7 separate regions of the Mus musculus genome follow, and all the other regions are linked to region 4. The links are chromatin contacts, called in public ChIA-PET, HiChIP or PLAC-seq and promoter capture Hi-C maps. All regions are on one chromosome and are shown on one strand. Each heading gives the region's core, a stretch centred on a gene start, on an enhancer-like site or on the middle of the called end of the contact. The rest is flanking DNA. Distances are from core to core; before and after follow the strand shown.

Region 1 (3,334 bases), core at 229-2,728, 480 kb before region 4:
TAAGGGGGAAGGGAAGGAGAAAGAAAACACTTCAAACCCATTCACTCCTGGATGTAGGACAAGAATTTCTTTGTTACGGTTAAAAACATTCTTTTGGAGAGATGGCTCAGAGGTTAAGAGCACTGACTGCTCTTCCAGAGGTCCTGAGTTCAATTCCCAGCAACCACATGGTGGCTCACAACCATCTGTAATGGGGTCTGATGCCCTCTTCTGGTGTGTTGGAGGACAGCAGCAGTGTACTCACATATATAAAACAAATCTTACATTAAAAAAAAAAAAAGAAAAACTTATGGGGGGGTGGAGAAGGGGTGTTTTGGGAAAGGCAGCATTTGAGGAGGTAGTGTGGAAACCTAAAAGATAAAAAGAAAAACTTATCTGGGCTTTAAAAAGGAGGGATACACACACACACACACCCGCCCCACCCCACAAGTATACTGGCAACCACGCTTCATAGCCACCACAGAGACACAGAAGACCCTCATCAGCAAGGACCGAGAATAAGCCTTTTGGAGAGACCTCACAGCAATGACCGAATCTGAGGCTTCCTGACTCGTGTCTGCCATTATGAACCCACTTCAGGGAACTCTGGTCTTGAGCACACCGCACACACTGTGTCTGTCTGCAGATGTTCCCAGCAGACACTGCTCACAGGGCCTGCTTTATTCTAGCAGCCTTGACAAGGCCATAAATGCTTGGCGGGAAGATTAAGCAGCAGTTAATATCGGCCATAGTTCCAGGCAGGCAGACGCAGGAAGATGCCACCCCACCAGCTAATGACCCATGCCCTAGCACATCTGCCAAGACACTGCACTACTGACAGCATCTATCTCCTGGGTGGGGCGGGGCATTATGTGAGAAAAATAAAGGAGACAGGGGGCTTCGGCCTTCTTCTTCTCAGGAGCCTGAGATACCCAAGGTGTGTATCCCTGGTCACTCCATGACACTCTGCCCTTGGTAGGGAGGCCTCCGGCCACATGGTACACGCTAGGTTTTCCACCTCCGAGTTCTCGGGGTTTCTCCTGTGCCGGATTCTGCGCCCTGTGGACACTTAATTGACCCCTGAGCCCTTAAGTACTGGTCCCAAGGATCTGACGGACTCAGCTTCTGATTTCTGGACGCCTTGCACACTGGACTCTCAGTCTAGCCAGTGTGATGATCATCCCAGAGAACCTGAATGCAGGCCCCGGCCTCCTGGCCTCCCCAACCGGGACCACACGGAAGAACTGCGCCCAGCTCTCCATTCTAGTAATCCAAAATTGCAGGCCCTCCCAGTCCCGGGGACCCGACCCTCTCCACATTTCTGCACGAAAGCCTCCCAGGTTCTCTGTGCACTGGACACTCCGAGCACAGGCCGACTCACCATGGTGCCAGCAGTCCAGCACTTCCACTAATCCGGGATGGGCGCTGGTCAGAGGAGGCTGCGCGGTCTCCTGGCAACTCCGACTAGATCCCGTGCTGGTTCTCAAATCCTCGCGAGACTATCCTCCAGTTCTCCCCTCCCACCCACCCCCGCCCTAAGGGACCTGGGCAACCGGGAGTGCGTCCCTAACAACGCGCCAGAAGAGCTAGTGTTGCCCTCGGTGTATTGCTGGTCTCTCTCCCACTACAACTTGGGCTACAGAAGAAACCTATTGTGGTTCCTCGGGTTCTCCAGAGTCTACATGGCGGGCGCTCACAAGGAGGAACGGATAAAGAGAAAAGTCTGAATGATTAATCTGCCTCCCAAGCCAAGTTCCCAAATTGGATGCAAATATTGAGCTAAGAGCCCGCTCCTGCGGCCCATCCACCTTGCCCTGCTTGTGAAAATTCCTTCCACATGCTGCTCTGATGAGACTGAACGTGTAAAGCTGGGCTTCCAGAAAGAAAAACGCTAAGGGTGTTATGCCTGCGACCACTGGGGAAGCTGAGAGGAAGACTGCATGCGTTGGAAGCTAGCCTGGGCTACATACCAAAAACCCTGTCTCAAAAAAAAAAAAAAAAAAAAAAAAAAAAAAAAGAAAAAAATGCTGGAGAGATGGCTCAGCGGGTAAGAGCACTGACTGCTCTTCTGAAGGTAGAACCACCCATAATGAGACCTGACGCCCTCTTCTGATGCGTCTGAAGTCAGCTACAGTGTATTTATTTATAATAATAAATAAGCGAGTTGATTGGAGTTGCTTGGAGCAGGGCTGCACCCTGCATAACAACCACATAAAGGCTCACAACCATCTGTACAGCTGCAGTGTATGCACATACATAAAAAGAAAGAGAAACAAAACAAAAGCAAAACAACAACAAAGTGGCTTAGCAGGACAGGGTAAAACAGAAACAGAAGGGACAGCAGGTTATGCTCCTCTGCCTGCTCTGAGGATGAAGATTCCACACCCATAAGTGGATGCAGCAGGAGAGAAAGATTGCTCAGTGGTGGGGATCTGAGGCTCCTAGCAATGAGACTCCCCTGTTTGCTAACCCAACCTCCCAGTGTCCCCTCTCCCAGATTCTTGAAGAATGGCCCGCTGGAAGAACAACACCGGATCCTTGTGAGCATTCTAACAGTGGCTTATTTGTAGTAAATCTTAACAAAAGTCCAACATAGCCGCCACGCTGTTTGCTGTCAGTGAACTTTAAGGCGAGCCCCACTCGCCTGGGAAACTCAAAAGCAGCACCTAGAAGCACCTGAGCACAGTTAGGTCAGCTGTCGAATGCTGTCAGCCGAGAGCTCAGATTGTCAGCCGGAACATACACAGGTGGACTCCGGGTAGCCTGTTTTTTACGGGAGCCTTCCAAGAAAGCTGGATTTCTTTCCTAAAGACCTAGCCTTGGGAGTTGCACTGTCTCACATCTCCCACACTCTACTAGCCAGTGCAGTCACAGGCTCCAACAGCACTGCAGCTAAAAGATCCTGATGGTACGGTTCTGGAAGAAATGGTTCCAGCAGTTTTGGCTTGTTTGTTGAGGCGGAGTCCATGTAGCCAAGGCTGACCTCAAAGCCAGACCATCAGCAAGATCAGAGATGAACATGAACTGCTCCTCCTGCCTCCACCTGTGAAGCATTTGGGACAGGTGTGTAGCACCATGATTGGCTCCCTGACATTTTAACTGCTTTACTATTTTGGAAAGCACAGCCTGCTAATGTCCCAGGTACCTAATAGTGGCCTATGCCCAACCCTCTTTTTCTTTTTTTTTTTTTTAAGATTTATTTATTTTAAGTACACTGTAGCTGTCTTCAGACACCCCAGAAGAAGGCATCAGATCTCATTAGGGATGGTTGTGAGCCACCATGTGGTTGCTGGGATTTGAACTTAGTGCTCTTAACCGCTGAGCCATCTCTCCAGCCCTCCCCCTCCCCCTAAGC
Region 2 (3,331 bases), core at 558-3,057, 430 kb after region 4:
TCCTCCCAGATCCTGCTCCGTGAGTGCAGGATGGGTGCTGAGCAGTGGTGGATACACCTTGTAGTCCTCGGTGGGGTAGAGCAGGCCCAGGTACAGCTCCCTCTGGTCCACCAGTGCTTTCCCCATGGCAGAGATCTTCTCGTCTACCACATCCAGAGACGTGTGCACCATGTAGTGGAACTTGAGCTCACTCTCTGTCGGAGTGCTTCGGATGTACAGAGGGTAATTCTGCAGGAAGAGATGGCAGCCCACCCAGTGAGTTCGGGCTCTAAGGGCAAAGTCAAAGCACTCGTGTGCTCTCAGCCTGACAATGACTCTCTACTGCTTAATGCACTGTGGCATGCTGCCTTCAGCGACATAACTGAACCTAAGGAAGACTGTCTGCAGAGAGTGGACTATAAAGATAAAACTGGGTGGTGTGGCACTTGCCTGACATGCACAGGGCACTAAGTCCAATTCCCAGTGCCAAAAAGAAAAGCAATATGGGACCAGAGATGTAACTCCGTAGTGGAGTGCTTGAGTCGCAGCATTAAGCCCTAGTTCTCTCACCTGTACCAGAAAGGAGGAGGAAGGGAGGGTGGAAGCAGTAGAGACAAATGCACAGGGGCAGGAAGTGAGCAGAAATGACTCCGGAATGCCAACCTGAGCACAGCCTAACAACATACCCTGACACTTCTCTTCCTAGGATCACCTCTGCCTCAACCACCAGCACACTCTGTAGTGTCATCCTAACAGCAGGGGCACTAGCTATTTCTTAACGTGCCACACTAGGGTAGTGGTCTGTTCTCAGTGCTTCGAGACATTGAATGAGTCTCCAAATCAGGACCCTTCAGCATAGATACTGGACTTCCTCCTCCTGAGTTTATCAAAGCAGCAGCTGCCTATGACATGAGTTTTGGTTTTGGTGGCCTCCTGGGGGTATAACTCCCTCTTTCATACTGACAGCTTCACAGCAGTCTAATCCCTAATGGCAGATCTCAGAAAAAGCCTAATAGGGATACAGGCTTCATGCAACAGGATATTGTGGCCCTCTGGAGCTGTCTTAGCATCCATAAACAGCTTTCCGGAAAGAAATGAATATATATGTTGGCCAGCAAGATGACAGTTGGGAATAGAGGGTACAAAGGGGAGAGGGATGCTGTCTAGAGGTTTGCAGGCCTTCACGGTGGAGTAGAAGGGTGCAAAAGACATGAAGGGGACTATCCTAAGGCAAAGAAAAGCACTTGGATTCTAGGCTGACTTGAGCCGCGCCAGGCTTATATTTAAATAGCGCCGGCTGGGCAGCCAGGGGACGGTCCGGAAGGCGGGGCAGAAAGACCGGACGCGGAAGGCAGCTGAGGCCGTGAAAAGAACGCGTAGAGCGACGGGTGGCAGGCTGCAGCGACCAGCTAAGCTTCCCGGGGGATCTCAAAACCCGGAGGCGGAGGCCTGCAAACTGGCGGCGGACGGCTGTCAGCTGTCAGCGAAAGCGAGCCGGAAGGATCCTGATCATAGGGCTTGGCTGAGGCTTGGAGCTCAGAGTTGAAAAGATCAAGACCATGGCTGGAAGGAGGCCCGCCGCCCGCCGCCCGCCGCCCGCCGCCCGCAGCCTCTCACGCACCTCCTTGGCGATCACCGCGATGCACACCGCCATATTGGCAGGCTGTGCGCCACATCATGTGACCCGATGTGGAGGCAGGCCCCGCCCATTCTCCTCCCACCGAGGCTCAGAGCCCGCCTCTCTCTACCATGGCTCCGCCCAGACTCTCAGGTCCGGCCTTGGTCCCGCCCCTTTCCCGTAAGGCCCAGCCCACTCCCTTGTCACTCAGACAGCCTAGGCCCCACCTCTCCCTCTTCTTTTCTCCGTGGCCCTGCCCCTCCTCTCATTCTGCCGCCAGGGCCCGCCCTACAGTCCAAAAGGAACCGCGGCAGGCTTGGGACTGGGTCTTGACTCCTCAGCGGGAGCTTGGTTTGCTATGGCGGCCTGTACCGCAGCCCAGCAGCTGCTGCTGGTACTGAGTGCCCTAGGACTCTTGGCCGCAGGTGCTCCGCAGCCCCCCAACATCGTGCTACTGCTCATGGACGATGTAAGTGGGGCCACGCGGCGGGGGGACACGGAAGACACAGGGCAGCCACACGGCGGATGAGCAGTGACCCGAGGGAGGCCCAGAGCCCGGTGTCACATCTTTCACTGTTTCCGCAGTGGGGGTAGGTGTTCAGGGAGGCCCTTTTCTTCCTACTTCCCCTCCCGAGAGCGGGCTGACATTCTCCTCCCCTCAACAGGTGGCCCTGCCTTGGTGCCCACCTCCAGCCTGACCTCTGGGGGAACTCTGACCACAAAGTCAGGCATAGAATGTCACCTGCGAGTGCAGCCTGTGGTCATTTATGAATTCTGCCCTGGGGCATATCTCCCTCAGTGTCCCTGTCTGAGAAATCTGTCGCCCTGAAGTGACATGAAAGCTTAGAAATCAGTCATGTAGAACACTAAGTCAGATGGAACTATCCAAACAGAACTAGATGGACTGTGCCTTCCTCGCAGTCTCAGCCTGCCAGCCCCACCTCCACCCCCACCCCCCCACCCCCAGACACACACTGTGGAGTGACATCTGTTGGCTATTGTTAGAATCAGAGTCACATCCAGTTCAGGATGATTTGAAACAAATCAGAGGCTAATACCGGCCGAGGCTAATTAATAGCCAAACCAGCCCTCTGCAGGGCCTTCAGACCTGTGCTGATCCACACTTACCTCCTCAAAAAGGGGAGAGGGATGCTGTCTAGCGATCTGTGGGCCCATCAGAATGGAGAGGTGCTATATATGTAAAATAAGTTGAATTTTAGAGACTTTTAAAAAAAGATTTATTTATTATTATAGATAAGTACACTGTCGCTGTCTTCAGACACACCAGAAGAGGGTGTCAGATCTCATTATGAGTGGATGTGAGCCACCATGTGGTTGTTGGGATTTGAACTCGTCAGTGCTCTTACCTTCTGAGCCATCTCGCCATTCCAATTTTAGAGACTTAATAGGAGAAAAAGAAAGTAAACATCCCACTTGATAAACATTAGCTTAGTAGTTTTTTATTACTAAGAAAAATACAGATCTAAAAAGTCCTGTACATAAGTCCCACCACCCAGAAGCCACTGCAGGAAACCCCTTCCAGCTTCCCGTTCTTTGTGGATGCTGACTGTTCACACAATGGATGTCTGGCTTCTCTGGCTCCTGTCCTGGTCACTAATAGCAGACTTTGCACAGTAATGAGCAGTACTGAAGATCTATATATAGAGAGAGATTTCATACATATATAGTGCCTTTCAGTATTAAGTCGTTTTAGGGCCAAATCGCACTGGCTCG
Region 3 (3,444 bases), core at 262-2,761, 470 kb after region 4:
CTCCCAAAGGTCTGTCCTCGCCTTAACCTTGTGGCCCCACTAGGACTCACCATGGTTGCTCTGTGGGCACCTTGGCATCTGGGGTACTAGGCTCCACAGCATTCTCTTGGACTCGGGCTCTCAGGGCCCGTGCCTGGGCTCCCAACTTCCGTGCCCGCCTCAGGCAGGACTGGAGCTCAGAGACGGAGTCCTCTGAGGGGATCTGGGGACATAGGCACTGTCAGTTCTGCAAATTCCGCATGCCCCTGCCCACAGCCCACCCTCAGTCCAGCCTTCTTACCTTGCCCGGCTGTTGACCAACATAAACAGTTGTACTCTTTGTTCGCTTGACGGGGGATGGGCAAACGGGGGAGCCAGGGTCAGCTGGAGGGCTAGGGTCAGCTGGAGGGCTGGGCTCAGCTGGGGAACTGGGCTCAGGCAGAGAACTGGGGCAGGAGTCCTGGCGATTAAGAAGGCACAGAACAATAAACTGGGGGTGGGAAGGGGTACCTGCTCCCTGCTGAGCCAGAACTAGGGTATCAGTTCACTCGACTCGGAGGGCAGGAGTCAGGCGCTAGGGGGTGCCTGTCTATGGAGATGCTTGATGAAGCAGTTAGGAAAGATCCACCTGGTCTGTCCAGTCTTGAAGCAGCTCGCAGGCCTGGCCCTCCAGGGCCCTCTCTCCATTTCAGGAACTCCAGCTCAATTCTTTTTTTTTTAAAGGTTTATTTGTTTATTTATATGTATATGAATACACTGTAGCTGTATTGATGGTTGTGAGCTGTCATGTGGTTGCTGGGAATTTGAATTTAGGATCTCTGTTTGCTCTGGTTGACCTCTCTCACTTCAGCTTGGCCCTGCTCACTCCTACTTAAAGATTTATTTATTATTATATGTAAGTACACGGTAGCTGTCTTCAGACACCCTAGAAGAGGGCATCAGATCTCACTACAGATGGCTGTGAGCCACCATGTGGTTGCTGGGATTTGAACTCAGGACCTTCGGAAGAGCAGTCAGTGCTCTTAACCGCTGAGCCATCTCTCCAGCCCTCAATTCTTTGCATAACCCCCACACCACCACAATTCACCCCCGCCAGCTGCGGCCTCCCCGGAAGCCCAGGTACCCTCTGCCTACGTCAGCAATGCCCTGGGGAGAGGAAAAAGCGCCCAGCCTGCTCGCGACTCTATTCCTCCAGTCCTCTGCCTCGGCGCCCGAGAACCTGGTTCTCTTGTCCTAACCAAGGGTCCTCTGGGGGGACTCCCGCGCGCTCCTTACCAATCCAGGCAGCCGTAACCTCCGGCGCGCGAGCGGCGCGGGCTGGTCACTCCCGGGTTCGGCTGGGGGCCGGGCGCGCTTGCGGCTGCTGCTCCGGGTGAACGCAGGAGCCACGAGGCCACCAGGGCTCGGGGTGAGACAGATCGACTTGGCCCGCGGAGTCGTAAGGCCAGGGCGACGGCACGCATAGAAATCGGTAACACGACTTTGCGCCATGGCGCCAAAAAGGTAGTTCCCGCGGATTCCGCGCAACTTTCGCGGCTTCAGCCTCGCCCCGCCCAGGCCGTACCACCACGCACAGTTCTGGGAGGGGGGAAATGTGCGCGCTCCGGGGCATGCGCGCTAGTAGGCACCAAGAGACGCATGCGCCATGCCGGGCCACCACCCCCGCGGCAGCTTTGGATTGAGGACCGAGAATGGGAGCGGCCGGGGCTGGAGGGTTGGGGGCAGGAGACTATTTGACTCCTGTGCGCTGGCGCGCTGGCGTGCAGCGTAGTACATCCGCGATCCGCGTGGTTTCCGCGGGCTGCGGGGCTGTGGTGCGTAAGGTTCTCAAAGCCACTTGGCGCGCGGTGTGGACAGCGGCGGCTGCGGCCCTGACAGCTCTTGGCCCAGCAAAGAGGCAATCACGTGAAAGGAGACACTTCTGCTCCTGTTGTTCCCATTTACAAAATACTAGCCCGGTCTCCAAGGCTAGCCAAGTAGCTGGGTCTGAGTCACACGCAACTGCTGAGTGTCCGGTCCCATGAGCGAGATGAGTACCCAGGACGACTCATGCCGCCGAACCGGCTCCAAAAGCATCTCATTTTCCTAGCCACATCCGGGCTAAGGACTGCAGAGGTTGGAGTTACGCCTTGGCAGGAAGCGGCCTAGAAGCATGGGAAAATTCAGAGAGGCCACGCAGGTCTGCTTTCCTCATCAGATGGCAGTCACCCACCCAATGCTCCCAACTCCTGGAGGAAGTGGCCATGCAGACAGTATGATCATTTTGGGCAAAGGTGGCTCTCATGAGGGTGAGGGGACAGTGGAGAAGCAGGAACTGGGAAACCTGGATAGCAGCTGTAAGCACACGCTGCACCGAAGGAGATTTCTCAGGAAGTGGGATCATGCACAGTCCAGCGCATCAGGCTAAACTGCATCTGCAGCTGTGAAGTAAAGGACCAAGATTTAGAAGTTTGGAGACTTGGTTGCTCCTACCTCCTGAGTGTACTACACCCTGGAGCCTCATGGCCAGCCATAGTAACCATTCTACATCCCTGCCAAGTTGGCCTTTGGGAGGGCACAGCCTTGGAACCCTGCGGGAATTCTTGGTTTGGCCCAGTGACAAGACAAAGCCAGCTGCCTCCTGATCGAAGCTGATTAGATAAGTGACACATGGCTGAGCTAATCCGATGTTCTAGGATCAGAGAGTGCTCTGGTATACTAGTGATCCCCCATAATGTAAGACAGCAAGCAAACAGGAAGTTCCAGAGGCATCAAGCCTAACACAGCCGCTTGAGCGTTTGGGAATAGAGTCCCTTTCTTTGATATTTGCAGCCATGAGGAATGCGGCCCATGCCTCTGGGCATGCCCATGAGGGATTTTCTAGTTGAGGCTAATTAAAGTGGGAAGACACACCCTAATTTGGATGCCACTATTCCATGGGCTGGGAATTAATTTCCCTGACTGAAATTAATAAAAAAGGAGAAAAGGCATAGGTGTGGAAACCTGGTAGCTCACACGTGTGACTGTAGCACTTCAGAGGCTTAGGGAGGAGACTCAAGTTCTACTCTGGTCTGGGAATACATGAAACCCTGTCAAATGACTTTGAACTAGTCCAGGCAGTGGCCTGGGCAAACCTTTAATCTCAGCTCTTGAGAGGCAGAGGCAGGTGGCTCTCTGAGTTCGAAGCCAGCCTGGTCTACAGAGTTTAAGTTACAGGACAGCCAGGGGCTACACAGAAAAACTGTATCTCAGAAAATAAATAAAATTTAAAAAAATCTTTCTGCTTCTTGATTTTAATCCCAGCAGGTGTAAATACAAAGTTCCATGTCAGCCAGGACTACAGTGAGAGACCCTGTCTTGGTTTTTGTTGTTGTTGTTGTTTTTGAGACTATGTAATTGGGGCTGTCCAAGGAACCTGTTTTGTTTAAAGAAAGAAAGAAAGAAAGAAAGAAAGGAAGAAAAAGAAAAGAAAATCCACATGAGGAG
Region 4 (3,367 bases), core at 704-3,203:
AACTCACCAGAGATGGTTGTGAGCCACCATGTGGTTGCTGGGAACTGAACTCAGGACTTCTGGAAGAGCAGCTAGCGCTCGAGCCATCTCTCCAGCCCTGGAGTCTATGATCCTTGAAACATTAAAGTTCGAAGGAGAGAACTAACTCCACAAAGAGGTCCTCTGCCTTCCCACACAATATACACACAGTACACTCCAGCAGACAGCTTTTCTTTATGTAGGCGCTCATGTATTTTACAGGTTTCACATCCTCTTCGTCCCATGTTGATGAAATTGACACCATCTGTTGTTCCTGTTTACCCAGGAAAATAACCAAAAGTTGAAGTGTCCATGGTTACAAGGACAGCTACTCATCACAAAGCTGGAATTTTGAACAGGGGCAGGGCAGTTTTTATCATACCATGTCCTCTAAACTCTGTATTTGCTTCAAATAGGGAAGAAAGGTCACCTCTAAGGTCCCATCACTCCGGGATGTGCAATCCCATGATTTCATAATCTGTGCTCTGTAAAGACTTTGTTTATACAGACAAACAAAACAAAACACCCAAACCCTCTACAGAACTATTTCCAGGAAGGCCAGGGCTCCACAGAGAAAACTTGTCTCAAACAAACAAACAAAACCCCAAAAGTCAAAAACAAAACAAAACAAAGAAGTATAAATATTGATTTTAGTCACTTAGCTTTTCTGGTTCACAAATACACAGATGCTCTTTAAATAGGACAAGGCTGGAAGTTTGACTACTTAAAACTTTTTTTTTGTAGATTTTTTTCTGTGCAGAAGCGTATTTTTTTTCTGTGTATATGTATGTGTACTAGTGCATGTTTGGGGAGCCCCTAGACAATGTTAGATCTTCTAGAACAGGAGTTACAGATGCCGGGAATCGAACCCAGATCCTCTGGAAGAGCAGCCAGTGAGTGCTTTTGACCGACAGGTCATCTCCCCAGGTCCCATTTACTTTAAAAGATTTATATGTAGTCTATATGTGTGAGTACTCTACTCGGGTGTGAGTTCCTGAAAAGTCAGAAGATGTCAAGTCCTCTGAAGGTGGCTGTGAAGCTGTCTGAGGTGGGTGCCGAGAAGGGCAGCACGTGCTCTTAGCCGCCGAGCCATCTCTCCAGCCCTGGTTACTTGTTATTTTATATTTTATTATATTATGAAATTGGCTTTCACTGTGTAGCCCTAGCTGGCCCGGAACTCAGAGATCCAGCCTGCCTCTGCCTAAGTACCGGGATAAAAAGCCTATACCAACATATCAGACTCGTCACAATTACTTTATGCATTTTTCTGAGACAAAGGTTTCATGGAACTCAAATCTTGAACTCGAAATGTTCACAACAATGTACTCTGAGCTCCGGATACGCCTGTCTCGGTCACTACAGCGCTGGGATTCGAATTTTTAGCTCGTTTGCAAACCAAATCACTACTAACGCAAACCATCATTAAACTTTTTCCGCGTTCTGTAAATTCAAACAATCAGGCACATGACGATGCGACTTTGCTGCCTAGCTCTGAGGTTCGTCAACCTTTTTTTTTGTTGTTGTTGTTGTTTCATGAACCATCGCGGTGAAGTTCTGGAGCCGGGGAAGGGAGGCGGCTGAAGCGCGCGCGGTGTCTAAGGAAACCTCCGGGCAGAGTCTGGAGCTCACCACATCCCGGTTGCTAACGTGGCTCACGGGACTCGGAGCGAAGCGCAGTCCAGGAACACCTCCAGGAAAGAGCCGGATCGCGGGTGGGGGCCGAGGCCGCCTTTCTCCTTCGCGGCCATCATCCCGGCTGCCTTTGCTCCTGCAAGAGCCTCCTGCCGGCTAGAGACACACATTCTCGAAGCTCACACAGGCTCACAGGCGACACACGACCTCGCGTCCGCAGCGCAAGGCCAGCCGGTACAAGCCGGCTCCCACCTTCTGGCTCCTTCGACAACAACCTTGTTTCCAGACCGCGGCCTCATCACTTCCGGCACCGAGTAGGGCCAATCGTCGTGTCCCGTGGCAGGGAGGTCAGCCAATCCAGCGGCTTTCTCCGCCTGGGTCTCCTACGCACGGATGCCAATCATTCCCGGACGTCTCCCTAGCGCCGCCCCGTGCCTGTTACGGAAGCCGTCGGGCCGTCTGAGCCCTTTCACCCCGGCATCGCATTTCCTCTCCGACGTGACGTAAGCGGCCCCTGCCGCTCTGCGGGGCGGGCCAATGGCGGTGGCGGATACGGCGAGCCAATGGGCGGGAGGCTCTCATGCGGCCGGCGCCCGCCGCAGCCACCGCTGGGTCCTGGAGCCAGAGGCCGCCCGCGACAGAGCGCGATGGACCGAGGGCCCCAGCCGGGGAGGCGCCGCGGCGGAGTCCGCGGCCAGACGCCCCCGCAGTAGCGTCCGCGCGAGCGCCGCGGCCCCGCGTGAGCTCCTGCACGCCGAGGGCGGGCTTGCATCCCGCCGGCCCCGCACTCGCCGCAGCCTCCAGCCCGCGCGCCGACGCCGCCTTCCCGCCCGGGCCGCGCGGCCCGGGAAACGCGGCCGCGGGCTGCATGGGCAGCGCCCGCGCCCCGCCGCCGTTCCGCCGCGGAGCCGCGTCGCCCTCGGAGCCGGGTGAGAGGCGCCGGGGACCTGGGGGGTGGTGGTCGGGGAGGGCGTCGGGCGTTCCTGCGGCCTTGCGGCCTGCAGGCCTCCTCCGCTGCCCGCCGCCGCGGGTGCCCCGGGGCGGGCCGTGCGCCGCGAGAGGCCGGTCGGTGGGCCGCGGGGGTCCTGCGAGCGACCATGAGGGGCCGAGGGCGGGCTCCGAGGCCGGCCTCGGGGCGTCCCGGGGGTCGGGCGGCCGAGAGAGGCTAAGGAAGGGCTCCGGGGTGGGCTGTGGCGGCCGTGAGGACCGAGGGCGGGCCTTGAGCGAGGGTCGATGGTGCGTTAGTGGGTCCCGGGACGCTGTGAGGACGACGGCGGGCTCCCGGGAGTCCCTGGGGTCCTCAGTGGCGCGGGGCGCCGACCTCTGACCCTCGGGAGGGGCTCCGTCGCCGGGCTGGTGGTAGTTGTTATTCCCAGCGTCCCTATTATTATCGTGTTTTGAAATGGGAGCAGGCGGCCCTCGGGCTGCGAGCCGAGCCGGAGGGGGCGGGCGAGCCGGGGACCTGGAGCTGCGGGGTGCGGAGGCGCGCAGGCCCGAGTGGGGGCAGGAATGCGGGGCGGCGGGGGGCGTCTGGGGGAGGGGAAGGCGGGACTCGGGGGGGAGAGTGGGAGGAAAGCGGTGTAGGCGACGGCTGCAGGAGCAGCCTTTGGCCTCAAGGAACAATGTGAGACGTTGCCTGAAATGTTAATTTCCGTTCCTCATTTCATCATCCCCTGGCAAGGCGGTAGCTGCGAGAGTGTGTGTGCGTGTGTGTGTG
Region 5 (3,407 bases), core at 726-3,225, 440 kb before region 4:
AAACCACCACCCCCAAAAAAAAAAAAAAAAATATATATATATATATATAGCTAATATATATTATAAACAACATTGTATTGTAAAGTTATATAAATAGATAACTAATATGTACTATAAATAATATAGTTATATAAATATATTACTATTATATGGTGGCGCATGCCTTTAAACCCAGCACTCGGGAGGCAGAGGCAGGCGGATTTCTGAGTTCGAGGCCAGCCTGGTCTACAAAGTGAGTTCCACGACAGCCAGGGATATGCAGAGAAACCCTGTCTACACAGTGAAGACAGACTCTGATAAGTGCCCAGCTGCCTGAGAAGTGGAGAGTAGCCTGGCAACCTGGGTGAAGCAGAGACTGAGCTGCCTGGAACAGGCTCTAGGAACGGTCACTCTCTAACCTGCTGAACGAGCAGAGTACTCTGTTTCCAGCTTTCCTGAGCTGTCTGCCATCCCACACTGGGATGGGCGCTGATGATGCAGCTGTTGGAGTCATTTCTGTAAGTAACTCCACCAAAACTCACTAGTTCACCAGATGGACTCTACCGTGGTCTGTTGCCCGCTCCCTATCTGCCGTGGGTAATGTTTGTTCCCTAAGAGCAGTGTCACACAACACCTTTCTTTGGTCTGTTACCAGTGCTCTGTCTAGGGTGAGTGGGCACTCTGATGTCTCGCCACGAAAAGCCACCCAACCAAGTCAAAGTCCATCCAATGTACTTCTTTCACAAAGACACTGGCCCACAGCAACTCAGAACTGTCTATAACAATCACTATATGACTGATCTTCAACGGGTCACCCACCGGAACAGGATGTGCGACATGACCTGAAATGACTGTGCAATGCACAGCACTAGAAACAAACCTGAGGGCATTTTCCCGACCCACTGTGCAGCTACCTCCTCCAAACCCAGAGATTCCCCCCTACAGAGAGGGAAGCTCTTAAGCCTCAAGAAGCCCCATAAACCTTATGCTCAGAAGCTTAAAAAAAAATCCACGGGCCCCCAGACCCAAAGTTCTACAGGCAGGAAAGAACTGCTGAGGGGAGGGAGCCTCTTCAGTGGTACTGACTGTAGGTTCGCCTTGCGTTGTGACCTGTATGTGAGCCTTTCATCGATGAAACTGCTTTTGAGTCACTCCTGTTAAGTAACCTTCCCCGGTGCGGCCATATTTAATTCCAATAAGCTCACTGGTTCACAAAGCTAGAGGAATGGAATCATTTTGACCTATCGTGAGTGCCCTAGCTGGGGTAAATGGACATTTGCTCATGGACCGTTACACCACACTACTGTCATATTAAGAGGGAACAAGACCAAAACTGAATTGAGGAAGAACGGCTGTATGGCCCCTGTGATGGTAACACGCATTTATTTGAAGATGGATAATCTGCATGGATATTCCCTTTCGCCGTGGTGAGCCTCCTTACTACTGGCAGATGTACCTGTGAGGGGTGATAAAATATCTAGTAAGGCTAAACTATCTAAAAAATGAAGCATCAGTGGCGGGAATTCCATGGTGGCCATCTTTCTCTGCTTAGTATGGAGACCTACGCCTCCTTAATGAATAAAGGCTACTACCTTTTAAGTGGGGCCCTGCAATAGCTAACTGGATAATGGCTAGATCGCACCCGCTCAAGTGTTCCGATCAGCCGTAGGTAGACACTAGTGGAGTCGGAGGCAGAAATCGGGAAGACGCTGCGCCCGGCCCAGCCGCAGGCCGATGACGTCACCGCGACGCCCAGCGCGGCCCCCGCCACGCCGCCCGGAACCCGTGGCCCCAGCGCTGCCCTGCTCACCTGCAGAGCAATGCCACAGGCCCTCACGCTGCTCCAGACCGTCCCGCCGCTCCCTGCGCATCCGCCACATCGCCACAGCTTGGAGAAAGGCCAGGCCAGGGCTCGACTGCCCGCCGCCCCCACCAGCCGCAGTAACATCCCCCGGCCCTGACCTCGCGCCGCCCCCTGGGCGCGCGCACGCGCAGCAGGCGGATCATAGTGCACCACGCCCTCGGGGGCGCGCGTGCGCAGCTGGCCGCCGCATCGGCTCGGACCTCTCTTTGGGTGTCTGGTTCGCGGCCGTGCTCCTTAGGATCCTGAACCCGAGTGTCGCTTCGCGCTGCCTGACAGCTGATGGCGGATGGTCCGCGGCCAACTTGACCTAGACACCAAGGGCCTTTAGACGTATTTTAAATTTTGCATTGTCAACGACATCAATGGCTTCGGTGGGTCCTCGGGGTAACGCGGCTCACGTAATTAAATTTTGAGGCTACTTCTCCCTGGTTGAGGGTACTAGTATTACCGGTTGGAGGTGCTCCCGGTATTTTACATCCAGACTAGATGTGGTTCGAGACCTATCGTGAACAAAGGAACTGTTATTTGGTGCACGACTTGTCTCATTGATCCACGTCATAGACCCTTGTTTAATTTTACTTAACAACATTTTTATTCCTGCGGATGCGCAGGGAGCGACGGGACGGTCTGGAGCAGCGTGAGGGCCTGTGGCATTGCTCTGCGGGAGAGCACTTGGTTGGTATATAGAGTCACCCCAGTTTTGATTTGCCTGCAGTTGTGCGGACTAGCAATTTGGACTTGGCATTAGGGAGGTGTGGGTGTTCAGGATGAACCAGTTTCTGGACAGTGGGGCTGTCCACGACACACGTGGCATCTGCGTGTACTCAGATTCTACCTTGACTACATTTCAAAGGTACAGATGCCCGGGAGAAGACCATTGTCACCCATAGTGTTAGCAGTCCTTCTATGCTCCGCCCAACGGTTACCTAGCAACAAGGCCTGGCTTGCTATAAAAGGGTCTGTTCCCTCCCAACCCGACCCCTACTCCCATACCCCCCTCCATGTCTTCGCTCTCTCTGCCCCTTCTCCCCTTCTCTCTCTCAGACTTTCTTCTCTCCCTGACCCCTTTCTCCCTCTCTCCCCAACTCCTCCCTCCTTCCTCCTCTCCACGGGTTCCTGGCCAGCCTCTCCTCTCCTCTTCTCTTTTCTCTCTTTGACTGCCTCTACTCCCTTCTCAACTCCCTTCCCATGCCCCCAAATAAACTGTTCTACATTATACCTGTCCTGTGGCTGATAACTCAGGGAAAGGGATGTGCCGAGGCATCCCTCCCGCCTCACCATACCGCGCTGGAGTGGGAGATGGTGATAAAAGAAAATGAGATTTTGTATCTTGTGATTCATGTAAAAGAGTTGTCTATGAGCCCGTGGCCTGGGGCTGAGAACAAAGCAGAACAGACAGGGCTGTTGTTAAGACATTCCTAAGAACAGCTTGATTGTACAAGCAGGGCTATCTTGTCTGGGTCAACACCACCTGGCTGGAACCTCCCCTCTGTCCACTGCCCCTTGATGCCGGGTAAAGTCATACATCAACTGGTTGCTATGTGAACAAGATAAGCCCCTAGCC
Region 6 (3,691 bases), core at 605-3,104, 490 kb after region 4:
TGCTGGGATTAAAGGCGTGTGCCACCACTGTCCTGGTCTGTTTTGTGAGTTTTTTTTGACCTAGGTAATGCTTGTGTGTGACTGACCAGGATATCAAAAGGAAGGAGGCTTGCTTGCATGCCAAGACTGCATACTTGCTGTGGCGGGCAAGGGTGGCGCCAGTTTTTCAATGGTAACATTGTATCTTAGAAGCTGCTCCCACAATTCAGGGAGTCTTCAGATGCTCTTTAAACTGCTACAACACTGTAGGATACAGTTTAGTTTTTTTGAGAGTTCCCCTGTTTGTTCCTTTCTGTTTTTACCCTACAACTACTTCAATGGTTGTGAGACATAAACATTTCAGTTCCTTTGGGACAGTGGTTCTCAACCTTCCTAATATTGCTTAATTAATTTCTAATATTGCTTATTTATTTATTATTAATTATTTTTATTTATTATTAATTAATAATTAATTAATTAATATTCCTTAAGACACTTCATGTTGTGGTGACCCTTGACCATAAAATTATTTTGTTGCTATAACTATAATTTTGCTACTTCTTTTTTTTTTTTTTTTTTTTTTTTGAGACAGGGTTTCTCTGTGTAGCCCTGGCTGTCCTGGAACTCACTTTGTAGACCAGGCTGGCCTCGAACTCAGAAATCTGCCTGCCTCTGCCTCCCGAGGGCTGGGATTAAAGGCCACGCCCGGCCTATAATTTTGCTACTCTTATGAATCATAATGTAAATAGCTGTTATGTAGGATATCTATTATGCAACCCCTATGAAAGGGTCGTTCAAGGCCCATAGCTGTCACGACCCACAGGTTGAGAACTGCTGCTCAAGGAGCAGGTCTGAATGAATTTCTGAACCTTCCCGTGTCTTAGCAGCACCCCTTCAGAGTCAGACTAGAGGTGAGTCTTGGAGACCAAGCTAGGCAGTTTAAATACTATATGTCCAGGGAAAGCCTGCATTTCTGGTGGTTCTGGAAAATTGAAGGTTCTGAAGTGTGATTGACTTTAGCCTGCTGGTGCCTTGAGGCTCAAAAGGGTCACATCATCACCGCTCCCGGTTAAGCCTCTGCCCCTAATGCTACTCATTTCCCAGTGCATCCTGAACTTGGTCCAACTGTGCCGTTCTTGACCCCTTTTCATTTCGTCTTTCCTATCCACCTTAATACGGAAGACTGAGCCAAACCAAGGCGGCTTGGGTGAGGTACCGGGCACGTGCCGGACTCAGACCTTGTCTGGCCACCAATGGGACAGCAGGTGCTCTGTCAGCTTTTGCTACTGTCTGTAGCACACTGACTAAAGCCAAGCCACACAGTGGGGGCAGGTGTGACTGGAAGCAGTCCCAAAGCCCCAACGCAGACCACAGTGGGATGCAGCTGTCTGATGCCACAGCAGTAAGGTGTCTCTCCACCCCAACCACCAAGGCCTAGCCAGCGTGGCCGCCAGTGCCACAGTTAGGGACTCTGACAGCCCCCAGAGGGCGCTGCGCCATCACGGCTTGGGGAACAAAGCGAAAGTTGCTCCAACCACGAGGGGCGCAGTTGCGCGTGGGTACTAAGTGGGTCAGGTCTTTGGGAGTCTTCTTGTATTGCCCCCACCCCGGGTCCCAGGCCCCGGAGCCCCAGGGAGAAGCGCCCCACGGGCACAGTGCGAGTAACTGCGCTGGGCTGAAGGAGGGTTTGGGGGGCGCGCGGGTCGAGGTCTCCGGGTCACCGGCACCAGCCAGGCTAGTAGGGCCGGCGCTCGAGCAGACTGCGCTGGGCAGCGAGGGGGTGCCTGGGCGCGCCTGGCCGTCGGGGGAAGCGCGGAGGCGGGCACTCCAGGGAGGGCGGGGGCCGAGCTTATAAAGGCCCGCAGGCGGGAGCAGGGAGAGAGCCGCCGCGTCGCCGTCCGGCCCAGCTCGGCCTCCACGAGCCGCCGTGAGTTCCGAGCCGGGCGGGCTGACAACCCAGCGTGCGCGGGATCCGGCCGTCGGGAACCAGAGGGCGCGGCCGGGCCGGCCGGCGACCCGAGATCGAGGCCGGCGGGAGGTCACAGCAGCCGCGCGCCGCACGTGCGGAGACCCGCCCAGAGTGCCATGGCGCGCGGTTCCTCCGGCCCTCGCACCTCCCTTTAGCCACGGCGGCGCGACCCCGGGCGGTCCCCCGGCCGCGGGGCATGGAGCCGCACGTGCTGGGCGCCGGGCTCTACTGGCTGTTGCTGCCCTGCACGCTCCTGGCGGGTGAGTGGAGGGCGCGGGCGGGAAGGCTGCGTCCGCGTCCCCCTGCGCCGCGCCGCCCCGGCGGGCGAGCATAGGCGAGGAGATTCCGCGGGACTCGCGGCCCAGGGCGCTCGCATTCCAGAGGCGTGAGCGCGCTGGCGGCCTCGGCGGGCCCGGCCCGGGCACCGAGTGGAAAGCACGGCAGGCAACGGCGAGGCGCGGGTCCGCGAGAGCCCCAGATAGCGCTGGGCGTCTCCACGCGGGCTGGGAGGAGAGGCCCGGGCAAGGGGCTGTTAGTGTCTGAGCTGTGAGGGGAGCGCGACTTTCTATTCTCTTTCGTAGTTAAGAAAAAAGAAAGAAAGAAAGAAAAAAATCAAACTTGCATCATGACTTCCTGACCAATCTGGGAGAAGGTGGCGTTCTGCCTGGAGCTTTTCAAGTCAGAAATTTCCTACCAGAACTAATGTTCCAGCCCTAGGCGCAGTTCTTAGTCTCAGTTCCGAGGTTGTCTGTCCAATGCTAAGCTCCTGTCTTCCTTGTGCCCTACTTGGTTACCTTCCAGAGGGACTGGGGCACAGGGCGCCCCAGGAGGCTCTGCCTGATGTCAGAACTGGAGATCCCCTACCTTGGCATACGTCCCTTTCTTGCAAAGAGCTTCTCTCTTTTGGTGTCATAGGTGCTGGGCTCCATTGCCGCCCTCCCAGCCTCACCCAGGGCACCTTGCCCAGCTGCTCACCCCCTTACACCTCCTGAAGCAGTCAGCACCCCTCCACATGTGACCTTCCTCGGGGTCTGATTAAATTAGCCCACAGAGAGTCAGTGTACCCACTGTGAAAGTTGGTCTGCCTCGTGGAAGTCCATCTGTTGGAGGTGGGGGGGTTGTGCGTGATTCCCTCCATCTCTCCACGGACACTGCTTGTGCACCCTGTTTCAGGAACAGGCTCCGGGGGGTGTCAGGCAACCCGGGCAATGACTTCCACACAGGCCAAGTTTTGATTTGTAGGACCAAAATGTGGTGAGACCGGGGTGGGGGGGTGGGGGGGATTTTTCAAGGCAGGAATCAATGAAAACCATTGAGCTCTGAAAGGAGGGGCCAGCGGATACTGTCCTCAGCTCAGCCCGGACTTAGGAGAGCCAAGGTCTAGGGCCCACATTTGTGGCTTCTTTTCCTCGCTGGCCTGTAGACGGTCAGACTGTAAATATAAGCAGAATGGGTGGATGAGAATGTAGAAGACGGGTACCCTTCTTAAAGATTCAACAAGAGCTGCTTCTCAGGCTCCTTCACTGACTGTCAACACTTGGGAACAAGGAGGGCAGGGCAGGGAAGAGGTGGTCCTGTTGTGTGCAGAGAAAGGCTTCTCCATCTTCATGGAAGAGGTCCTCTTTCACAGACAAGGGCCGTGCTTAAACAAAACCGGCAGACTTTTCTCTGACAGGCCAGATGGTGAATGCTTTCACATCATGAAATACTCTGATATTTTTTTCCAGCAGTTAAAAAAAAATG
Region 7 (3,735 bases), core at 727-3,226, 460 kb after region 4:
CTGTTAAGTAGGCACCTCAGCTGTTTGTCTGGTTTGAGACTTTACATCTCCCTCCCAACCCAGTGCTAGAGATCAGCCAGGCCTGGTGGAGGTGAGGAGTAAATACACAGATGGACAAGGGTCCCAGGCCCATTAGGGTTGGGGTCCTGTAGAAGGCCTTGGAAGGAGACGCTTGGTCCCCGCCCCGCCCTGCCTGCCTTCCTGCTGAGCTGGCTGCAGAGATGGAGAACACCTGGAATTCCAGTGAGGTCACTAGGCCTAAGGCCTTTCCTCCCGCTCACCGCCAGGTCTAGCGGCAGTTCCTCGTGGACACTGATGTACCCAGGCCCTCCCTCGCCTGTCCTTTGCTGCCTTGAGATCTGACTAGCCTGGTAGCCTGGTCTCCACTGCCCACACCCGTACTCGGAATCCATCTCTGTGTGTCCATCTTGAGCACTTCCCCTCTTCCCTTTCTAGCCCTGCCCTCTGTAGCTGAGGGCCTAGGGTCCTGTGCGCTGTGAACTAGGCTGGCCACTGCCCTCACCACACACACGCCCACCATCAAGCCTGCTTCTGTCTCTAGGAGGGAGTCTGTTCTCCCATTCATTTTTAATTGGTGGCAGTGTTGTTGGAGGGCAAGCAACGTCTGAGCCAGAATGTTGTCCAGGGTTCCACACCACGTGGCCCGTGCTGAAGGGGGTCTCTGCAGCATCCACGGAGTGAGGAGGGCTGATACTGTTAAGAAGTTGGAAAACACCTGAGATCGCCTGAACTACTCAGTTGTTATTAGCCGAACTTTGTCCTGTAAACTGCCGCTGTCCTCAGTTCTCACGGTCTGACTCAGGGTTGAGGCCCAGGTAAAGGGTGGTTGTTACAGACAAAAGGCTACAATCTGCCTCTGCTAGTGTTCGTGAGCTTCTGGTGTGAGAGAACTCCCAGGTCTTGGGCCTTCACTCCTGGATTCCTGGGGTTGTCTTTTTTTTTTTTTTTTTTTTTTTTTTTTTTGGTTTTTCGAGACAGGGCTTCTCTGTGTAGCCCTGGCTTTCCTGGAACTCACTTTGTAGACCAGGCTGGCCTTGAACTCAGAAATCTGCCTGCCTCTGCCTCCCGAGTGCCACCACACCGGGCTCCTGGGGTTGTCTTAACAAGCCTCAGGTTCTAGCTTCAGACCTAAGATGGAGGTCTCAGCTGCTACACCTGAACTTTGATCTCCCAGGAGAGTGAGCCAACCCGAGTGTCCTGTCCCTTACCACCTCTCCAAAATCAGGAGATTTCTAGCAGTCTGCCTGTCCCCATCCCGCTGTGCATCCAGAGCCAGGCCAGAGGCCTGCTCTGCGGGGAGGATGAAGTGTTACAGCAGGCTGACTTCCCGGAGGTGCCCTGAGGGCGAGCAAGGCACTCACACAACTGCAGCTGTAAGAGAAACCCTAGACCAATTAGCGGGATCTTAATTAAATAGCTTATTTGATTTGCATCCAAATTATAATTTATGAGTTCCATCTAGACCTCTCCATTAACTGTTTGGTATTTTCATGCTAATGGTTGTGGTTTCCTGCTGTGTGCTGCACAGTTTGTCCCCTGGCAGGACGCTCCAGGAGGCCTAGATTCGGGACCCACTTTGACTGTAATATAGCCCACCCTTCCAGTCCCCAACTTGTATCTCTGCAGCTCCTCACAAATGGAACTTCATAGGCTATGGCCTCCCTGCTTTATAGACTGTAAACTGCTGCACCAACCAGCTGTCCATCCCAGAAGTGTTACACAAGGTGCTGCAGACATTTCCTTAGTGAACGGCGCTGCGTGTCAAATGTATACAGACCCTACAGGAAGGTCTCCCACTGCTGAGTTGGCTGACACTAGGGCAACTGAGTCACAGCTCCTGTCTGAGACTGTTGGAGGCGTGGTTAGGGGCATTCTCCATTCCTACATCAGTCCACCCCAAGGAGTACGCAGCGAAATCTCATAGGGGAGGTCCAGGGCAAAGGGCAAGCTTGTACACACAAACGGCTGTAATGGAATCAGACTGCACCCAGGAAAGGTAGCCGCAGCAGCCAAACTATCTGAGAGGAAGCTGCAGGGACTGACTCCGTACAGCCTGAGTATGTGTTCCGCCTTCCCTCTGTACCTCTGAAGGCAGTGGTCATGATTCCACAGCCTGTGCCCTTCCCTCGAGCCTGGTCACGGCTGTTTTGTCCCTTACTTCAGCTCACGTGTTCAGCTCTGGGTCTGCGTTCTCTCAGCTTTCAAGCCAAAGGTCCCTCTTCCTGTGTCTGGTCTAGTGACTCACCCTGACTCGTCATCTTCTGAGAGGCCACTGTTCTCCTGGCCGCACACTGAAAAGGCTTTATGGCGCTCTGAGGAGCACTCCTCAAAATCAAAGCGTTAGCCGGTCCAGACGGCTTCATCTGTTTTGAGGCAGGGTCTCCTGTAGCCCAGGCTGACTTCAAACTCAAGATATTCCTACTTCTATCTCCTGAGTGCTGAGATTACAGCCTAGCTGCCCAGACTATTATGGAAAAAACTTGGGGAGCCGCCCAGAGACAGATGCTAAGCAGTTCCTCCTGAAGCTTTCCCCCATCCAGGAGGTGACCAGATCCAACCGCTCTCACGTTCACTCCCCAGGGAACACCGCAGTACCAGGCGCGAGGGATGTGTGAGCAGCTGGACTAGTAGGGCATCTCTGCTGCATGGGCTTCTGGGTCCTGGATGCCCACTTGTTCTCTGTGCCTCTCATTGCAGGGCACTGACTTCTGCCCCGGGCAGAACGTCTCAGGAGTTACAACCCACACCCAGGAAGAACACACGGAGCTACCCCTGATCTTCCACCTGGGACGGGACCCAGGGGAGAGATTCCCACTCAGGTGAGGCAGGGGCAGGGTCTCCATGCCGCAGAGGAGACACTGGCCAGACAGGCCAAAGGTGAGAACCACGTCTGGGTGCTCTGCCTTCCGTGGAGTTACCCCTCTGGTCTCACAGGAAATGGATGCCTTTGTGTGGAGATGAAGAACACAGACATGGGACCCTGGGCGCCCAACCAAGGAGGATGTAGAGCCTACTAACTCCCAGAGACCTCTATCTTCACCTCAGGCCATGGCTGCCATGCTCTCTGGGAGCTCCCCTCCTGCTTTCTCTTCCTGGTTGCCTCTCATCCCTCCCCATTCTGGGTTGAGTTCATTGACAACCCCAGCAATGGATCCTATACTCTAAGCTACCTTCAGGGATGGCCAAGGGCAGGGGTAAGCAAGTCAGCCATAGGAGACATCCATCCACACCAACTAGCCCTGGGACTGACAGGAGGGAAAGGCTGAGGGCGAGGAGATCCAAGGACTCCATCCCAGATTCTGGAGTACAGTGCTTCAGACCATGGACCCTGGAGCTGAGGGTACCTAGTGGCCTCCACTGGGCAGGAGTCTTTGAGCTCAAAAGTCACTATACCTGGCTAACCTCAACGACAAACAATGGTGGGTTAAACGGTCACTGCAGGGTTCTATCCCTGAAGGGTTCAAGAGCACCCCTCCTAGCTTTCCCTATTCGCAGTGATACTCAAAAGTCACCGCAATCTGTGACTGGCGTCACATCTATCAAAGTGTCCCCATCTCCTAACTGTCCTCAGCTGTCCCCATCTCCTAACTGTCCTCAGCTGACTCGAGCCCAATACACTCTGGCTCTCCCCGGGAGGCTAACACGGCTCCCCTGGAAGGATAGTAGGTGCCTTGGGTCCTGGAATACAAGTCCTGTGTCCATGCTACAGCATTT

What was found. Promoter capture Hi-C pulls out the DNA fragments that hold promoters and counts their contacts. HiChIP or PLAC-seq counts read pairs in DNA pulled down with a chosen protein or histone mark. ChIA-PET counts read pairs in DNA pulled down with a chosen protein or histone mark.
Region 1: an H3K27ac HiChIP or PLAC-seq map of microglia shows a contact between it and region 4, with 5 times the contacts expected there. The contact joins the promoter of Gas8 here to the promoter of 2810013P06Rik in region 4. A contact is called at or near these places in 4 of 115 datasets of contacts at active chromatin or transcription factors (bone marrow-derived macrophages, epiblast stem cells, memory CD8 T cells and 1 more).
Region 2: a promoter capture Hi-C map of pre-B cells shows a contact between it and region 4, with 7 times the contacts expected there. The contact joins the promoter of Galns here to the promoter of 2810013P06Rik in region 4. A contact is called at or near these places in 19 of 39 promoter capture datasets (the 3T3-L1 cell line, 3T3-L1-derived adipocytes, the C10 cell line and 13 more), 7 of 484 Hi-C or Micro-C datasets (cardiomyocytes, cerebellar granule neurons, cerebellum and 3 more), 11 of 115 datasets of contacts at active chromatin or transcription factors (SST interneurons, bone marrow-derived macrophages, cardiomyocytes and 8 more) and 4 of 9 other capture datasets (adipose tissue, embryonic stem cells, liver and 1 more).
Region 3: a contact with region 4 is called in a FOXA1 HiChIP or PLAC-seq map of pancreatic cancer cells. The contact joins the promoter of Cdt1 here to the promoter of 2810013P06Rik in region 4. A contact is called at or near these places in 5 of 39 promoter capture datasets (embryonic stem cells, liver, pre-B cells and 1 more), 2 of 484 Hi-C or Micro-C datasets (both in embryonic stem cells), 12 of 115 datasets of contacts at active chromatin or transcription factors (the 230-238 cell line, cardiomyocytes, embryonic forebrain and 6 more) and 2 of 9 other capture datasets (adipose tissue and liver).
Region 5: an RNA polymerase II ChIA-PET map of memory CD8 T cells shows a contact between it and region 4, with 19 read pairs. The contact joins the promoter of Afg3l1 here to the promoter of 2810013P06Rik in region 4. A contact is called at or near these places in 4 of 115 datasets of contacts at active chromatin or transcription factors (embryonic stem cells, extraembryonic endoderm stem cells, memory CD8 T cells and 1 more).
Region 6: a contact with region 4 is called in an RNA polymerase II ChIA-PET map of memory CD8 T cells, with 639 read pairs. The contact joins the promoter of Piezo1 here to the promoter of 2810013P06Rik in region 4. A contact is called at or near these places in 9 of 39 promoter capture datasets (the C10 cell line, cranial neural crest, embryonic stem cells and 5 more), 1 of 484 Hi-C or Micro-C datasets (embryonic stem cells), 6 of 115 datasets of contacts at active chromatin or transcription factors (double positive thymocytes, embryonic stem cells, extraembryonic endoderm stem cells and 2 more) and 1 of 9 other capture datasets (liver).
Region 7: a CTCF HiChIP or PLAC-seq map of the NIH/3T3 cell line shows a contact between it and region 4, with 5 read pairs. The contact joins the enhancer-like site here to the promoter of 2810013P06Rik in region 4. A contact is called at or near these places in 6 of 39 promoter capture datasets (cranial neural crest, embryonic stem cells, hippocampal neurons and 3 more), 1 of 15 datasets of contacts at CTCF or cohesin (the NIH/3T3 cell line), 1 of 484 Hi-C or Micro-C datasets (embryonic stem cells), 8 of 115 datasets of contacts at active chromatin or transcription factors (the 230-238 cell line, cardiomyocytes, embryonic forebrain and 5 more) and 2 of 9 other capture datasets (adipose tissue and liver).

The regions. Positions count from the first base shown.
Region 1 is chr8:123,516,979-123,520,312 of GRCm38.p6, reverse strand. It overlaps Gas8 (growth arrest specific 8), which reads right to left and starts at 1,478. Exons shown (of 11, transcript NM_018855.2): 1 at 1,361-1,478. The coding sequence starts at 1,363. It also overlaps a transcript of Dbndd1 not described here.
Region 2 is chr8:122,609,963-122,613,293 of GRCm38.p6, reverse strand. It overlaps Galns (galactosamine (N-acetyl)-6-sulfate sulfatase), which reads left to right and starts at 1,807. Exons shown (of 14, transcript NM_016722.4): 1 at 1,807-2,066. The coding sequence starts at 1,956. Trappc2l (trafficking protein particle complex 2-like) reads right to left here and starts at 1,668. Exons shown (of 5, transcript NM_021502.2): 1 at 1,601-1,668; 2 at 56-228. The coding sequence starts at 1,633.
Region 3 is chr8:122,566,082-122,569,525 of GRCm38.p6, reverse strand. It overlaps Cdt1 (chromatin licensing and DNA replication factor 1), which reads right to left and starts at 1,511. Exons shown (of 10, transcript NM_026014.3): 1 at 1,255-1,511; 2 at 281-439; 3 at 51-202. The coding sequence starts at 1,470.
Region 4 is chr8:123,041,161-123,044,527 of GRCm38.p6, reverse strand. 2810013P06Rik (RIKEN cDNA 2810013P06 gene) reads right to left here and starts at 1,953. Exons shown (of 1, transcript NR_045268.1): 1 at 1-1,953. It overlaps Ankrd11 (ankyrin repeat domain 11), which reads left to right and starts at 2,244. Exons shown (of 13, transcript NM_001081379.2): 1 at 2,244-2,579.
Region 5 is chr8:123,476,430-123,479,836 of GRCm38.p6, reverse strand. It overlaps Afg3l1 (AFG3-like AAA ATPase 1), which reads right to left and starts at 1,975. Exons shown (of 17, transcript NM_054070.3): 1 at 1,790-1,975. The coding sequence starts at 1,927.
Region 6 is chr8:122,549,492-122,553,182 of GRCm38.p6, reverse strand. Piezo1 (piezo-type mechanosensitive ion channel component 1) reads left to right here and starts at 1,854. Exons shown (of 51, transcript NM_001357349.1): 1 at 1,854-2,208. The coding sequence starts at 2,145.
Region 7 is chr8:122,584,017-122,587,751 of GRCm38.p6, reverse strand. It overlaps Galns (galactosamine (N-acetyl)-6-sulfate sulfatase), which reads left to right. Exons shown (of 14, transcript NM_016722.4): 12 at 2,719-2,840. It also overlaps the pseudogene Gm34962. Among named protein-coding and RNA genes, the nearest start is that of Aprt, 9.0 kb to the right of the region's middle. Within about 2 kb of position 1,976, at least 95 of the 459 cell types and tissues checked have an H3K27ac peak or open chromatin away from gene starts, as enhancers often do. A contact at or near this core is called in the NIH/3T3 cell line, pancreatic cancer cells and trophoblast stem cells, where this site is marked.